Linked DNA regions of Rattus norvegicus: region 2 is linked to region 1. The links are chromatin contacts, called in public Hi-C maps. All regions are on one chromosome and are shown on one strand. The core of a region is the stretch at or near the end of the contact, and the rest is flanking DNA. Distances in the headings are between cores, read along the strand shown. Region 1 holds the start of Pxdn (peroxidasin). Region 2 has its middle 90 kb from the start of Tpo.

Evidence for each region. A called contact is a pair of places that touch in the nucleus more often than the background predicts.
Region 2: a contact with region 1 is called in a Hi-C map of frontal cortex, with 1.9 times the contacts expected there. The contact joins the enhancer-like site here to the promoter of Pxdn in region 1. A contact is called at or near these places in 6 of 12 Hi-C or Micro-C datasets (the A7r5 cell line, Schwann cells, frontal cortex and 3 more).

What each region holds. Positions count from the first base shown.
Region 1 is chr6:52,306,681-52,309,964 of GRCr8, reverse strand. It overlaps Pxdn (peroxidasin), which reads right to left and starts at 1,591. Exons shown (of 23, transcript NM_001271261.1): 1 at 1,291-1,591. The coding sequence starts at 1,481.
Region 2 is chr6:52,404,458-52,407,869 of GRCr8, reverse strand. No RefSeq gene overlaps it. Among named protein-coding and RNA genes, the nearest start is that of Tpo, 90 kb to the left of the region's middle. Within about 2 kb of position 1,524, at least 25 of the 93 cell types and tissues checked have an H3K27ac peak or open chromatin away from gene starts, as enhancers often do. A contact at or near this core is called in the A7r5 cell line, where this site is marked.

The DNA of each region.
Region 1 (3,284 bases), core at 342-2,841:
CTACAGAAATTCTCTGTATTTGGAGACGTTCCACCCTGGCCCAATTTGAAACGTTTACTGCTTTACAGCACACTGTCTATCCTCTCAGATGCAGCCTTGGCTGACCATCCACACCCTCTGGAATGGAAGCCTTATTTAGCTCTTCAGAGGACTAAGCTAGGCACTCCCACCCCAGACTGGTCGGGTAGCCTGCATGATCTCCCCCAGAGGAAGTAGGACACCCATGCACTTTTAGAAGTGAGAACACTGACCGCCCACTCCTTGAATAGTTCCCTCAGATTTTTATAACTTTCGCAGGCATCCTCAGAGATGCCAAAATCTTCCAGTCCAGTCACAAAAAGTGAAAACTCTTTTTGGAATGCAGAAGTGCAGCTGCAGGACCCTGAATTACAGTTGGCCCCTAAACGCATGCCTGCCTACACAGAACCAAATCTCAGTACACACGGAGGCCTGTAGCCAACTCTGCAGCACTGGGATTCCTTCAGATCTAGAGGTTTCAGGAAAGGCGGAAAGCTAGAGAGGTGCACAATTTCAGGTAAAAGCCAGGAAGTGGAGGATCTCTGTGAAACTGACCAACTGAATAGAAACAGCAAGAGGGGTCCCCTGAGCTGCCCAGAACTTGGCCACCCGCACGGTGGTGGGTCCTCCATGGCATCTAGGACGCCAGGCTTCTTCCAGGCAAAGAAAAAGCTCCCTACAAGGGCTGCGCCCAACAGAACCCGCAGGACACCCAGCGAACTTAAAGGCTCTAGCGCAGAAGCGGATCTGTGGCACCGCGGGAAGCAGAATCTGCAAGAGAGGTTTCCTTGGCGCAGGGTGCTGTGCGGTGGGCCTCGCTCCAGGAAGAGGGGAAGGGGGGGCAGGTATACTGATGGAGGAAGAAGGGGGAGGAAGAAGGGGTCGGAGGAGGGACGACCCAACCCCAGGCCTGCGCTTTAGAGGAGAGAGGAAACTCGTGTAGAGGGAAAGTTGAGAAGACACCGGAGGGGAGGCCGGGACGGGAAGGCGCAGGAGACACGCCGGGCTTTCCCTGGCGACTCCCTACTACTTCCCGGTCCAGCGGGAGATTCCAAGTTTGAACAAAGGCGGCTCCCCAGGCCGCGCGCTAAGCGCTCAGGTCCGCCCCTGGCGTCCTCGCCAGGACGGACAAAAGGCCCAGCACACCCTGCGCCGGATGCCGGGATACCCAACATCGCCAAACCAGTACCCACGTCCCCCAGGCTACCCACGGCCCTCGATCTCCCTAAATCGCACGCTCCGCCGACCCCAGCGCCCCCGGGCCGCACTCACAGGATGGAGGTCTGCGGCGCCACCGCGGGCACGGCCTCCAACAACAGATGCATGCAGCGCACGGTGGTACGAAAGCACAGGCAGCGGCTTGGACAGCCTGCCCCTTGCTTCGAGGCGACCACCGCCATGGCCCACCAGGCGAAGCACAGCACGAGTGCCAGCAGGCAGCGGCGCGTGGGGCGCACGGCCATGGCAGACGGCGCGGACAGGCGCTGGCACGCGTGGACAGCAGCGGAGGAGGCCTCGGCGGGCGCGTCCACCGCCGGCTCCCAACTGAGCCCTCAGGTCTCCGGCCCACGTCCCAGCTGTGCGCGGGGGGCGGGGGGGGGCGCCAGCTGTGCACATGCGCGTGGCTCCGCCCCCTCTCAGTCTCGCAGTGGGCGGGGGCTGGGCAATCACCAGGGCCTTGGTGTCTGAACCTAGCGACCCTTCTTGGAGGTGCAGCCGGGCCTCCTTGGACTGCAGGACCAGCGCACACAGACTCCACTGTGGGGGTCGCCTGGAGGTGCAGAGGCGTGGATTAAGACAGGGTTTGGATCCCCGATTCTCCTTTTAAAACTGCAGTGCTACAACTAAGTTACCCCACATCCCTTTCTCCCTGTATCCAGGGGTTTTTTATTTACTGGTGATGCCTTGTTTTAAACACTTAAAAGTGTTGTTGTGTTCTAGGAAGTGTGCTTTCTTGCTCTGCCTCTTTTTCCTCTGTGCCCACCACTGCTCCCACACAAAAACATCTCTCTCTACTTTTCCTCATTCCTACGGAGGCACAGACCCTGAGAGCACAGCTTGTAGGAAGGCTGTAGTGATTAGAAGCTTTCTAGGGAGGGGTGCCTGAGGCCTCCAACATTCACCGCCAATGAGGAACCCTGCCCACCCGGTGCTTCCCTTGTGGGAAAGATGGAGAACACCTGTGGCCACCTCAGATGGATTTTTGCCTGGACAGCCCTTTCTGGCAAGCAGACTGAAATCTCTGAAACTCTAAACCAACCTAGATCTGAGACCTTAAATTTCCCCTCCGTGTTTTGTTACTTTGTTGACAAAACAACACACCAGCTGTATCTGTACCTGCAAACTACTGTGTTTCCACTCGGACTGGGGAGAGGGGGAGGGTTTCTGAGGGTCTAACAACAGGGTACTGGCCAGGGATGGGGTCACATTCAGGCAGTGTCAGGAGGCTTCAGATGCACTGCTGGCAGGCTGTACCACAGAGGAACTGGAAGAGGCTCCAGCTCCTAATCACTGGGACCGCTCCATGGTTGGCGTACCTCCAACCATCTGCAGCTTGTATCCCAGAGAGAGATCAGGATTAAGGCCGTCCTGCTAAACCGCCAGCATGGTATCACTTTCCCACCGCCAGCATGGTATCACTTTCCCGCTACACTCTCTTGAGTAGCTCCTGAGAGTAAGAATGGCTCAACCACAAAGCCCCTGAGAGGCTGCCCGCCCCAGCAGACCTTCACCGCCTTGAGCTCCTACTGAACCAGAGCTAAGTTTCCATATGGGCAGAATTTCCAGGTATTGCAGTGGAGATGAGCACAGGATAAGATGGGACAGTCTAGCCTGTGTACTGTGAGATAGACCAGTCTCCTATCTCCTACAGTTAGTACAAGTCAGGGGCTTGACGGACCCCACCCAGAACAGACAGCCTTGCCTTCAACCACAGATACAAATCCAGGGTCCCTAGGCGACTCACCTGCCTCACCAACTTGTCTGAAAAAACCTTAGTTAAGTGTATGATACCAGAAACCAAAAATATCTTTTTCCTAAAAATCTGCACTTTCCCCCTTAACCCTTGTGTAGTCTCCCTGCTGTGATTTTCCATAGCTGGCCAATCTGGAAATTATCATCACCGCAGGTTGCCTCACCTCCTGTGTAAGTTCTTACCAGGCATATCAGTCCATGTCTCCAGCATCATGCTGGTGCAATAGTCTCACCCCTGAGATCCAAACACTCCCAATCTCTAGCACCCACAGCAAGCGCCACATTTCCAGGTG
Region 2 (3,412 bases), core at 275-2,774, 98 kb before region 1:
TCCCCCCTCTCAGATGACTTCGGCTTGTGCCAAGTAGACTTAAAACTATCAGTCACAGACTTTTGACCTATAAAGTCCTCTGACCCTGAGCTGGGGCCCCACATTCTGTGTGATCTCGTGGATTTGGGTAAGAAATGGAAAGGTGTTTCTATTCTGAAACTCTGCCCCTTGCTCAGCAGAGCCCCCAGTAGCTCTTGACCTCAGTGGGCCTCTGGTCATCTGGCCATGGCCATTCCCAGTAGTAGGAGCCGAATGTCAACAGGCTGGTTCCGCTGTGCAATGACAGCAAGTCTAGTGGAGAGAAGCTGAGTAAACACTTTCTACTAGATGGAAATCAAGCTGGAGACTGCCAGCTTGGGGGTCTCCGTCCTTGATGGGTGAGCTCCGGAAAGCCCAGAGCTGTGTCTAAGAAGCCATTTAACATTCAGTTATGGCCATGGGCGTTTTCCTCATGAATCCAGGTTCACCGTCACACCACTGGAATCACAGTCCCAATCGTCAAGCAAATAACGCATCTCACACCTGGCATTTGAATCAATATGAAAATGGCTTTTCGAGTTTCTTCTGCTAACCACAGAAGGGATTAGCACACACCTCCCAGGACTAAGCTTTCCACTGAGGTGTTTGTGGAGAGGCTAAGTAGCTAAGTACCTATCTGGAGGATAATACATCTCAAGAGTAAGTAGTAAGACAGACAGCTCATCTTGGCATTTCTCCTCCCCGTCTTCCAGGATCCCCACTATGCTGAGCTCCATAGGAAAGTTAAGGTTTGGGGACATGCAGTGGGGTCCCTGGACATCAAAACCTGTAGGTAATGACCATAATGGAAACTCCCCTGGTGAGAACCACTCTCCTCTAGGCAAATCAGTACAGACTTCAAGGTTTGACGTAGAACTCAGCCCCGGGATGTTCACTTCAGTTGACCCTAAACTTTGGAGTGTCTCTTTTGAAATTTCAAGGTTTTATTTTTAGGAAGGAACCATCCCAGGCCTTGTCCCTGCAGAGGACATGGAACAAGGCCATCTCTCCCTGGCCCCAGTCCCTGCACACTGGGCAAATAAAGTTCCAGGTTACCACAGGAAGCCAAGAATACAGACTCCTCTGGAAAGTGAACGCAGGCCACTGGCATGTGTGAGGGGCCGTTTCTGCCTCCCTGCCTTGAATTGGGGCAGGCATTCCACTAAATGCCTCAGTTAATTCCACCAGAATTTTCTGAAAGGACGCTAGGTTCTCCCAAATTAGCTGGGAGCCTCATGAATACCCAGCGCCATGCTTCCCACCCCACTGTTCAGGGGTACCCACTTCATCTGTGGGACAGCTGTGACCACAGTGTCTCAGCCTTCCTTGGCACCCCTCCCTGGAAAGTACCACAGCAGAGACTTTGGCCCTCTAGTCCCACATGGCTCACAGGGGCTTGGAGAGTAAAACAAAAGCCTTTTGTTGGAAAGAGGCCTTGGGAGAGCAGGGGCCTCCCTGGCTCCGTGCTCTGTCTGCCCAGCCAGGCCACTCTAAGCTGACTAGCCACACATTTCCCACGCTTCATGGCCTTTGGAGACACTGTACTGAGAAGGAGGGTGTTGAGGTTATCCCAAATCACTGAGTCATTCTCTAAAGTTGCATTTTCTGTCCAAAGTGGACTGCCCCCCCCATACACACACACAAATGCACACATATAGGACTAATAAAGACTGAAATTCTCTGCCCTCGGGTCATCAAGGCTAGGTTACTGTGCACAGGAAGTTTCTCACAGGAATGTCCATTTCTACAGAAGAGGAGGATCAAGTCTAACTCTGTGTCCAAGCAAGATCTCATCTCCCAAGAAACAATCTGGTTTCTTCCCAAGCCACGGAGGCTCCGGCTGGCGCTAGGATGAGTCAAGGGACCATAATCTTTCTGGTATCCCTGGGACGTGTATTCTGTCACCGATCTGGCTGATAGTCACCGACGTCCCTGCACTGTGCCTTGGTGGCCAGTGTTACTTGGGTAGCCCCACAAGAAAATCTAGACCACCTTGTTTATACCCAAAGATACAGGTGGGGGAACTGAGGAAACCAGAGTCTACCATCCTTGTCTAATTCTTTGTGGACAGCAGAGGAAGACTGTGCACCCCATTTGCAGCTGAGTAGCAGCATGTGAGGCCAGCTGGGTAGAAATGATGCTAAGCCAGGGAGACAATGGGCCAGCAGGGAGGCTAAGCCGGGATTGGGCCATGGTGGGTAGCTGGGGTGAGGAGGATAGCTGGGGCTGGAAGGAGGCTGGGGTGATGAGCAGCTGTACTAAGTTGGTGGGCAACATTGCCGAGCTCTAGGTAGAGCACTCTACTCATTTTTTTTCCAAACTATAAGAACAAATCTTTTATTGAGAGAGGGTTCATTAATCCTTCTTGGTTGCTGCCTTCCTCATGGCTGCCAGCTCATTGCTCAGCTCCTCCCACTTTCTCTTGGCAAAGACGTGCGCGCCCACCCTCTGCTTGATGACCCTGAGTACCTGCTTGTCCTTGGACACTTTAGGCAACTCCATGGCACGTCCCTCGTAAGGCACGAAGCTGCACACCTCCCGGATCATGTTCTTGCTCCAGATACAGACAAGCAAACTCAGTCTGTGGCGGCATCCTCTGCTCCAGTTTTATCCATCTTTAAGTTCTATACTGTGTCCCAAATGTATAAGTTAAGATCCCAGACCCAACACCCGCGAGTGTAACTGTCCTTGGAAGTAGTTTACAGAGGTGGTTATGTTGAAAAGAGGTCATTATAACATCCAGTCAACTGGGGTTGTTACTGAGAGGACAGGACACAGACACACAGAGGGACAATCATCTGAGAACACTGGAAAAGATGCCCTGCACTGGCCAGTGAGGGAGCCCCAAGAGACAGAAAGCTGCCAGCATCTTCATCTCTAAGTTTGGCCTTCGATGGTGAGAAAACATCTGTGTTGTTTGAACTGCCTGTCTGTGTTGCTTGGTTAGGACGACTTGCTTTGAGAGTTGGATGGAGTTTGTCTGGGTCTCTCAAGTCTTCCTGTGTTGAAATTAATCCCTCTGTGAAATGTGAAGAGGAAAAAAAAAAGAAGAAGCCAACTATGGAATTTAATAATCAGGCTCATGGGAAGTGTTTGCGGTTTGATAAGGTCACCAGGGTGATGGAGCTGTGATTGAATCATGATGGCTTTATAGGAAGAGGGCAGGAGTCCAGGGAACACACATGCATGTGTACACACACACACACACACACACACATACACACACACACAGACACACACACACATACATATACACAGACACACAGACACACATACACATACATACACACACACACACACACACACACACACACACACACACACGGCACTGTCCCCAGAACATGATGCACTGTGGCTCCTCATAACTGTCTGCCAGATAGCATTGCCACATGCA